Regions from separate parts of the Mus musculus genome. Here regions 2 and 3 are each linked to region 1. The links are chromatin contacts, called in public Hi-C and HiChIP or PLAC-seq maps. All regions are on one chromosome and are shown on one strand. The core of a region is the stretch at or near the end of the contact, and the rest is flanking DNA. Distances in the headings are between cores, read along the strand shown.

The links. A called contact is a pair of places that touch in the nucleus more often than the background predicts. HiChIP or PLAC-seq counts read pairs in DNA pulled down with a chosen protein or histone mark.
Region 2: a Hi-C map of the N1E-115 cell line shows a contact between it and region 1, with 1.7 times the contacts expected there. The contact joins two enhancer-like sites. A contact is called at or near these places in 1 of 15 datasets of contacts at CTCF or cohesin (the NIH/3T3 cell line), 1 of 484 Hi-C or Micro-C datasets (the N1E-115 cell line), 4 of 115 datasets of contacts at active chromatin or transcription factors (craniofacial prominence, embryonic forebrain, embryonic midbrain and 1 more) and 1 of 9 other capture datasets (embryonic trunk).
Region 3: an H3K27ac HiChIP or PLAC-seq map of oligodendrocyte precursor cells shows a contact between it and region 1, with 4 times the contacts expected there. The contact joins two enhancer-like sites. A contact is called at or near these places in 4 of 115 datasets of contacts at active chromatin or transcription factors (embryonic basal ganglia, embryonic midbrain, oligodendrocyte precursor cells and 1 more).

The regions. Positions count from the first base shown.
Region 1 is chr13:60,146,301-60,149,275 of GRCm38.p6, reverse strand. No RefSeq gene overlaps it. Among named protein-coding and RNA genes, the nearest start is that of Gm46420, 21 kb to the right of the region's middle. RefSeq lists an enhancer at 77-2,975. Within about 2 kb of position 1,550, at least 73 of the 459 cell types and tissues checked have an H3K27ac peak or open chromatin away from gene starts, as enhancers often do. A contact at or near this core is called in the N1E-115 cell line and oligodendrocyte precursor cells, where this site is marked.
Region 2 is chr13:59,958,579-59,961,930 of GRCm38.p6, reverse strand. No RefSeq gene overlaps it. Among named protein-coding and RNA genes, the nearest start is that of Gm35143, 30 kb to the left of the region's middle. Within about 2 kb of position 1,425, at least 2 of the 459 cell types and tissues checked have an H3K27ac peak or open chromatin away from gene starts, as enhancers often do. A contact at or near this core is called in the N1E-115 cell line, where this site is marked.
Region 3 is chr13:59,926,439-59,929,739 of GRCm38.p6, reverse strand. No RefSeq gene overlaps it. Among named protein-coding and RNA genes, the nearest start is that of Gm19866, 12 kb to the right of the region's middle. Within about 2 kb of position 2,024, at least 50 of the 459 cell types and tissues checked have an H3K27ac peak or open chromatin away from gene starts, as enhancers often do. A contact at or near this core is called in oligodendrocyte precursor cells, where this site is marked.

The DNA of each region.
Region 1 (2,975 bases), core at 301-2,800:
TAATCAGTGTAAACAGGTGCATAAACACATCACATTAGACATAAGTAACCTGCAAGCTGAAGGATATAAGAGGATTATGTGCCCACATTCTGTCCCTTTATATAAAACACTGGGGCTTCTACAGGAAATCATGGAAACAACCCACTGTGGACGTCAGGAGACAGCTGTATGTGGCTTCCCTGGTCCTGGGGTATGAACTAGAAATGGGTAGAAAAATAGACAACAGAGTCATAAGGCACAGTCTGGAGCTAGGTGTGGGTCATGCAGTTTGGTGTAAGTAGAAAGTCAGAGTGGCAGGACCCTCCTCTCTACCCCAGGCCACTGGTGTTCACTCTCTAGTCTGGGCTCCTCTGTGGTAGTCATGCAGGATACATGCACAGCTCAGAAGAGCAGAGTAGGTAGCTTCGTGGGACAACCAGTGACAGAGGAGGACTGTGGGCAAAGACTTCATTGCTTTAGTGGGTGAGACTCCTCCTCTCACGCACTCTCCCGTTCTGGTTAGGTGAGGTTCCGCAAAGCCTTTCTGTTTGCTGTGCTCTGACTATTACATCATGCCAGAAAGTTGCATCTATTCTGTGCAGTGATTTATTTTACTCCCAGACCTAATTTTACAGGAAAAACTGGTTGAAGGGTATGATTAGGGGGTTCGGGTGGTGAGAAGAAGAGTCAAAGAAGTGACGTAGAGTAGATAGACTTGTAGGATTCTTTGCTAAGAACATCTGGAGAACATCTGGAGGGCTGGAGATGTGGCTCAGCACAAGAGCACAGAGTTCAGTCTCCAGCACCCACATCAGGTGGCTCTCAACCACACATAACCAGGGCAATGTGATGCCTCTGACCTCTGCTGGCACTTACACTGTCCTGATGCGTCCACACTCACACCTGTGCACATATCCACTCCCCCCCCCCACACACACACAGACACACACACATAATTTAAAATAGCAAAAATAAATCATAAAAGAAAAAGCAGAGAGGCCTATTTAAATCATGTTTTTCTCTCTGATGGTTTGCTGGGTGCTATTGGACCATCAGGAATTATTAAGAGACTGTGTATGTGTGTTGCTACCTGCTACGCATGTTGGGGTACTGGTGACATGGTAGTGGTTTGTTGGGGACTCCCTCTCCCCACAAGCCCTCGCTTCCATAGGCACAGGTACTTTTGAGGGGTATTCTTGCTTGTCCACTGCTTCCGACCTGGGGAAGGAGTGAAGTCTCCACTAAGCACACCCTGGGCTTTGCATAGAACACAGGGGGAGCTGGGGGAGTGGCTAGTGGCCATCCTTTGCAACCTCAGGAGGATACTGCCTGCTTCTGGGCCAATGAGTTGATTTGGAGGGTTTAGGTCAGATCTGGGAGGGAGGGTGAAGAGGAGGAGGTAGAAGAGGGAGAGAAGGAAGCTGGGATGTGTGCATGTGTGCATGTGTGTGTGTGTGTGGGGGGGGGGGTGAGAACAAAAGGCACCATTTTGCTGGCTCTGCTCTGAAAGCCAAGCCCATCAGCTCCATTTACTAGATCTCAATAGCTGAAGCTCAAAGCACAGCCGCCTGTGGGCCAACTTCTGCCTCTTCTGGGATGTGCACTTCCCAGCGGGACTGCGAAAGGGCAGACAGGACCATCGAGAAGGCAGCTCAGGAAGGAAAGAGAGGGAGAAAGAAGGAGGGTGAGAGAAGAGAAAGAGGGAGGAAGGGAGAGAGGGAGAGAGCAGGGCTGCCGGTGGAGGGAGAGCGCGCGGGGTGGGAAGGAACGCAGCAGAAAGGAGCCTGTGGGGGAGGGGAGGGAAAAGAAAGGGGCAAAGCCCCTTGCTGACACGGGGCATAACTTAATTTTCACGGTGCTGGGACGGCTGTATCGTGTAATCTGCCATGGCACGCCGTTAAAGCTTCAATGACTTTAGTGACCCAGAAGGGAGACTCAGACCGCAGAGAGGCTTTTGAAAAGAAGTGGTGATCTTTCACGATTTATGAGCTTGTCTTAAAGAAACAGACTCCACTCAGTTTAAATTAATCACCCTTTCCAGGGTGCATAGAAATGGGGGTCTCGGGATGCAAGCTGGGAAGGCCCTGGTGCGCCTGGGCCACATGACCCTGCTGGAGGAGGACGCAGGAGGACAGTGGAGGGGGGGGGGGGCACTGTGGAGGAAGACTCCACCACAGAGGGGAGGCTCTGGGCTTCTCAAGCACCCAGCGGGGTCTGGCTAGACAGACACCAAGCCCTTAGGGGCAGCAGGGAGGTCAGAGCCAGGAGAGCTGCCAGGGGTGGGAGATGGCCTGTGGGTGGTGGGGAAGGGCTTTATTCTCCTTCCTGTACTTGTAGTCATTGTGGAGAAAGGAGAGAGAGGGGGTGGGGGGATATAAGGCATTTCACACCCTGAGGAAACGTGAGACCCTCCAAGTGAGTGACGCTTTGAAAGGAGAAGTGGGTATTACCAGGCCTTTTGATCTACTCTCATTTTCCATATTTCTAAGAACAAAAGGTGAAAACCTCATCCTAATGTGCATACATTTCCCTTTTTGAGTTTGGCAAAGACAAATTCCCCAGGTTTAAAAAAAAAAAAAGATGTTTTAGAGAGCTGACAGGCTGACGGTCCTAAAATTATTAGTCACAGTGTCCTAAAGAAAAATCTCAGACCATAAATTCTTTGTTTAAGTTGATACAACCAATGGAGCGAAGGGTCATATTTCTTTAAGACCCCCTTAGCCAAAGCAAGCATTTTGTTTTCTTGCTAGCACACTTCACCTCTGCACAGGATAAATGAGCCCAAGGTGAGGAGTCCCTGGCTGTCCTGTCTTCTCTTTGGGACTGTCCTTTGTGTCATTTTGTGTGCCTGTGGCCCTGAGCTTTAACACTTTGAGGCCTTTTGTATTTCCAAGGCCTCACCAGCAGCTGGTTAAATGGAGTTACCTTTGAACTGTTCTCAGTGTTTGGAGGCCCCTTCATCTCCCGAACGCCAATGAATGTAAGTGGGAGAAATT
Region 2 (3,352 bases), core at 176-2,675, 190 kb after region 1:
GCTCTCACCATTCTGGAACAAAGGAGCTGGTTGTTACAGAGTAAGGCTCCTTCTGTGTTTTGCCTTTGTTCTCTTGTGCTGTGGTCACTTGTCCTTCCATCCTTCTGCCATGACAGGAAGCATTAATGGTCCTTTCAGCCTCCAGAATCATGAGCCAAGATGCATGTCTTTCCTTCATAAATTTTCCAGTCTCTGGTATCCTAATAGAGCCATGGGAAACAGACCACTGACATTGAACTTTGTGCGGTTTGAGGCAAAAACTCCTGTCACTAACGGCATAAGGTCTCTGGTCTCGATCATTTATAGATCAGATGATATGGAACCTAACAATACACAGCATCAAGATGCAGAGCCAGCATCACACATAACACACACACATACAGGCACACACACACTCACACACTATACACATACACATACTACATACACACTACACACACACATACACTATACACACATACTGCGTGCACACACACACTCACACACTATACACATACATGTACTACATATATACTACAGACACACATACTACATACACACACTACACACACATACACTACACACATACACAGAGAGAGATCAAGGAAAGAGAGGTGGGGAAGAGGGAGATGACAGGGTTCTGACAAGACTTGAGTGTTAAAGGACTCTGACACTCCTGGAGGAGGTTCCACAATCTCTGAGATACCACACCCAATTCCACCTGTTGGAATATCACTTCACTCCAGAGAGCAACTAGGGAGTTACTGAGAATTCCTGAGAGGGGCCTGGATGTTTTGTGTCAAGGTGACAAATATCCTCTATTCTAGACATTTACAAACATGAAAAAAAAAAATCAAGAGGCCAGACATGATCTAAGACCTCCCAAAGACGGATGAACTCAGAAGTTCATCTTAGGGTTGACCTTTCTGAAGACAGCATAGCGACAAGACAGTCTCAACCCTGTCGGAATCCACTCAAGATCACAACACAGTACAGTTACCTTCACTAGCTAGGCAGCTGTCCCAGGCTCCCTGACCTCGGATAATCTCATCTACATTGTTCTGTAATTGAATCTAGGCCACTTCCTCCTTGGCCTCAACTCTCTCCACAAACAGCATCTCCTGCCGAGAGTTAGAGTTTAGGGAGATGTTTCAATGATGTAACACTAAACAGTAAGCAACAGAAGAACTGAGCCAGACCGTGCAGGAAACAATGCTATGTTAGGCAAAGAGCATTGTCTCTATCAATACTGTTCTCCTTTATGATAATTAGCCACCTTGGTCACCAAGGAAAGACCTGAACTGCCTTGCCCAGAGGCTTTGGGGAGAAACTCATCTATTTGCGCATTTGTGTGTGCTTTGCTGGACTCTGCACTTGAGAGCTGGAGGGGAGTACGGATCCCTCATTCCCTTCTGAGACTTTACACTTCTGTTCCTATGCTTGTGGATGCTTCTGCTTTCATTTCTATAGATGATTTAGTCCTTAGCAGTGGGGCACACTCAGAAGAAGCACAGAGTTAGTTCTTTCTGTCATTCTTCAAACATCCCACAAAAACCCAGCTGGCCTAAGACAAAGACTTGACAGGAAACCTTGATGAAATCAAGGTAGGCGTGAGACGTGTGAGGCTGCTGTTTGTAGAACATGGGATAACCATTGTCTTAGTCGGTGTTTCTATTGATATGATGAAACACTCCATGACCAGGAAGCAAGCTGGGGAAGAAAGGTTTACACTTCCACATCATAGTTCATCACTAAAGGAAGTCAGAATAGGAACTCAAGCACGGCAGGAACCTGGAGCAGGAGCTAAGGCAGAGGCCATGGAGGGGCGCTGCTTACTGGCTTGCTCCTCATGGCTTGCTCAGCCTGCTTTCTTATAGAACTCAAGACCACCAGCCCAGGGATGGCACCAGCCACATTAGGTGAGCCCATCAGTCACCAATTATGAAAATGTTCTGTAGGCTTGCCCACAGTTCAATCTTATATTTTCTCAGTTGAGGTTCCTTCCTCTCAAATGGCTTTACTTTGCGTCAGGTTGACATCAAACTATCCGGCATAACCATTTACAGTGAAACCCTTGTGTTTAATGAGTAGGAATGCTCACCAGTGATACAAAGGACAGTAAACCCGTAGACATTGGCACAGATGGTTATTGTCTTCGCCAAGTGCCACGTTGTGCACATAGTGTTGTGTGCTAACCTTCTATGTGACTGGCAGTGTGGTGTGTTTGTTCACCAGAGCATCACAACTGACACTAGTGTGAGTCAGACTGTTACTACATCCCTGGATGGGGGATTCTCTCAGCTCAGTGAGTACATGAGCACCATCACTGCTGTTTGAAATGTGGTTCTGCAGTGTATGACTGTACTTCAGCAATGCTATTCCCAGTCTCTCTTGACTTTATTACTGTCTTCCTATAAACCAGGTATGACCCAATGGCAGCTCTTTTGCCTCATCTGTTTTTCCTCTCCAACCCTTGGGTAAAGCTTGAGTGGCTTTAAGGAAGGCTTTCGTGTTTAACTTGCAAAATTAAAAGACCCAGTCTCATCTTTTGAGGGGCTTACAGTGTTGTGGGGAGACCAATAATTTGCCCATAAAATAATCGGAGCACGAGGAAGGAGTGTGGACAGTATAGTGTATACCTGGAAAGCAGAACAAGGAACCAGCCATGAAACCCAAAGAAGGATTTATAAGCAGAATATGCTGACTGCATAAGAAGAATATTTTCAGTCAATAAAGGAGTAAGCTTTAGATAATGTACATACAAGTAAAAATAGACAAAATTGCAGTCTGTATGAAAGACTTCAAGACAAATACAAATTAACCAATTAAATTAACAAATTAAATGAGTGGTAGATATTCCCTGCTATCTTTTCTGCTGTGTTAGTCAGAGTTCTTTAAAGGAATAGAACTGATAGATGGATGGATTGATGGATGGATGGATGGATGGATGGATGAATACATACTTAGATACATACATGCATGCGTGCATGCATACATACATAAATACATATGCATATATGCATACATACATATATACATAACAATACAACAATACATACATACATAGATGCATACATATGCACATACATACTTAGATACATACATACATATATGCATACATGCACACATACATGGATGGATGGATAGATACATGCATACATACATACATACATAGATACATACATACATGCATACATGCACACATACATACATAGATGGATAGATACATACAAACATACATAGATACTTAGATACTTATATACATGCATGCATACATACATATATACACACATAGATACATACATGCATAATACATAGATACATACAGAGATAAATAGGTAGAAACATACATACATATACATGCATACTTAAA
Region 3 (3,301 bases), core at 775-3,274, 220 kb after region 1:
AGAGTGCATGAGTTTGTGACCTTACAAGCCTGGAAGCCAGAAGTCCCGTGTGTACGGAGATAAAGATGCTCATGGCATAGAAATACTTCTGGACTGCTGAGGGGAAATCCATTCCCTTGATGTCATTGTCTTTTCCGATCCCTGGAAATGTCCTACACTCCTTGGCTTGTGGCCCAATGTTGATCTAGTCTCTGGTTCTGTGGTCACATTTCTTTCATTTTCTGTCCCTCCTATAGGAACAGTTGGATAAATAAATCTGTTTCTCCATCTTGGTCCAATTGCATGTGCAAACTCTCCTTTACCAGGATTTTGGTAATGGTTTCACTGCATGGGGGCATTAGTCACCCTCCCAGAGAATACACATAGCCATCTATCTCAGAGGGAAACGGCTATGTTTTGGAGTCCATGGTGCAATGTTGAGAGGTGACAAAAGGAAGTAGGTCCATAGTCCCCACATGGCTCCCCAACTTCTCTGTCAGAGTGATTGATCCCCATCTCAGAAAGTCAGGATGCATGCCTCCCTCCCAAGCCCCAGCAGGCTAACATATCATTATTTTTCCATGGTTTCCCCTGGACCCTTTTGTTTTAGCAATTAATCACCCAACAGATCTTTATTGAGCGCCTCCCTTGTGGAAAACATATCACAGGCAACTAGAACAGTTCTGAAAGCAAATGGCTGAGCTGCCTTCACTCTCAAGGGGAGATGCAGAGGAAACAACCAAGGAGGAGGTGACTGACGTATTGGGAAATGATCAAGAGCTAGGAGGGAAAAAGAATCCAGAAAGGGCATCAGGAAGTGCCCAGTCCAGTTTTGTGTCAATGCCAGACACAGAGATTTAGGAAGGCTTCCTTTACCAAGCACTGAGAGGCTGGAGAGGAGCAGACACATAGATGTTCACAAAGTCAGAAAGTCTTGGACTGATGTAGAAAGTATGTGTGCTCAGAGAGTGGACAAAGGATCAGGTATAGACAACAGGCCAGGGCTGTGCCAGGAAGTGGTCAAGGGCGCAGGTATAGTTAACGGGACAGGTCAGTAATGGGTTCAGCTGGCACAAGGCTTCTTCCCACCAGGCTATAAAGGACCATGGGTATCAGGGTATCAGGTATCCTTGACCTCTAGTGATGCTAATTCCTCAACTGATAGTCAGTCACTAATGAAGGAGGAAACCTGAGTTGAGGTTTCCCACCAGGCAAAGAAAGGAGGCTTGGCTTCTCTCCCTCTCTCCCTCTCTCCCTCTCTCCCTCTCTCCCTCTCTCCCTCTCTCCCTCTCTCCATCAAGGACTCCCCTTCTCTTCCTTCATGAGAACAGAGACCTTAACTGTCAGTCATGATGCCTTGTAGAAGCTTAGACGGGCTGCATGGTGGCTCCTCTCCCACAGACCAAGATTTGTGGCAGCTCCTCTGCATACCTGCTGGTCCTCTTCCTCATCAAGGGCCCAGCCCACATTCTACCTATGGCAATGACAGTCCTACATCCCCAGAGATCACCTTTCTGTGCCCAAGCTCTGCACAAGTCTCTGCTGACATTTGGGGGGAGGGCAAGGAAAGAAGGGAGGTGTGGGTTGTCTGGGCTATAAGGAGAATGGAGACCTGGACCCAGGCTGTTGGGAAAGGGGACTTTACGAAGCCCCTTTGTTCTGCTTGCTGCCAGGAGTGACAAAGGGTTAAGCAATTTGCATTACTGTATCTACGTGCAGGCCTAGAGGGCCCAGGCTACTCCTGGGTGGTCCGGTACAGTCTCTGCCTATTAGCAGTGGTGTCTCAGTGTAATTTATGGAGCTGTCAAACTGCCTTCACCAGGACAAGGGAATCATGGGCACAGTGGAAGCCTTGCTCAAGGAAACGGAGGTGGGGAGAAAGGAAATATTCAGGTGCCACCCCCTCGCCCTCCTGGTCTCCTCATGACAGCTTCTCTCTATAGAAAAACATGCAGCTGCCCACTGGGGACTGCATTTACAGAGCTCCTCTGTCTGCAGCAGGCCAGCCAGTGTAGCCCCGAGGGCTGGCCTACTGGCCAGGAGGGCAAGGAAGGCTGGCACAGAGCCACAAGAGCGAGCAGCCAGCAGCGAGACGAGCGAGGGCACAGATGCCGTGTCTGTCCATCTGGAGAAGCAGGATCGGGGATTCACTGTTTCAGCCCAAGGGTGATGTGATGGGACAAGGGTACTGTTGGAGTGCCCCATCATGAAACCAAGGAAGGCACTAATTCCCAGGATGCACCCGCTCCCCTCCAGCTGCTACAAGCATCCTTCCCTCCTCTGCTGAGCAAGGCCCATTCACAGGCTGGCAAGGGCCATGAGGTTGTAACAGAAACACAGGGTGCAGGAATCCTGTTACATGTGAACAGTGGTGCACTGCCTGCTTCTCTTCTTGCTTATAACTCCCTCTTCAGGCAGTAATGCTCCTGAGATCAGTAAACATTTATAACTACCGGACAATCTCAATGCACACACACACACGCACACGCACACGCACACACACACATACAAACACACAAAAAGACAGACACACAGACATACATACAAACACACAGAGAGACACACGGAGAGAGACAAACACACACACACACTGAGACACACATACAAACACACACACAGACACACATACAAACACACAAAGAGACAGGCACACAGACATACATACAAACACACAGAGAGACACACAGAGACAAAAACACACAGACACACATACAAACATACACAGAGACAAACACACACCACACAGACATACATAGAAACACACAGAGAGACACATAGAGAGACAAACACACACACACTGAGACACACATACAAACACACACATAGACACTCATACAGACACACATATAAACACACACAGAGACAAACACACACACACACACATACATCTCTACTCTTCATACACACTTGCACATATTTTATCCACAGAAGCTGTGGCCCAAAGTAAGATTGCCTCTCTCATTCAGTGTCTAACAGAGAAGTAGCCAGAGACATGCAGACTTCAGAGGCTCAGGGGAGTATTAGTGGGGGGCGGGGGAGAGACAGACAGACAGACAGTGGAAGTAAACAAGAATGTAGGAGAAGAGAGGAGAGGAGAGGAGAGGAGAGGAGAGGAGAGGAGAGGAGAGGAGAGGAGAGGAGAGGAGAGGAGAGGAGAGGAGAGGAGAGGAGAGGAGAGGAGAGGAGAGGAGAGGGACCCACAGTAGGGCCTCATTTCTTAGTAACACCAGCAGTGACATTTCTTCCCAGGCCTCTCTTCCTCTCCCTGCCAGTTGGCATGTGTAGCGTTTGCTTGTGATTCAGCAGGAGATGGCAGGTGTTT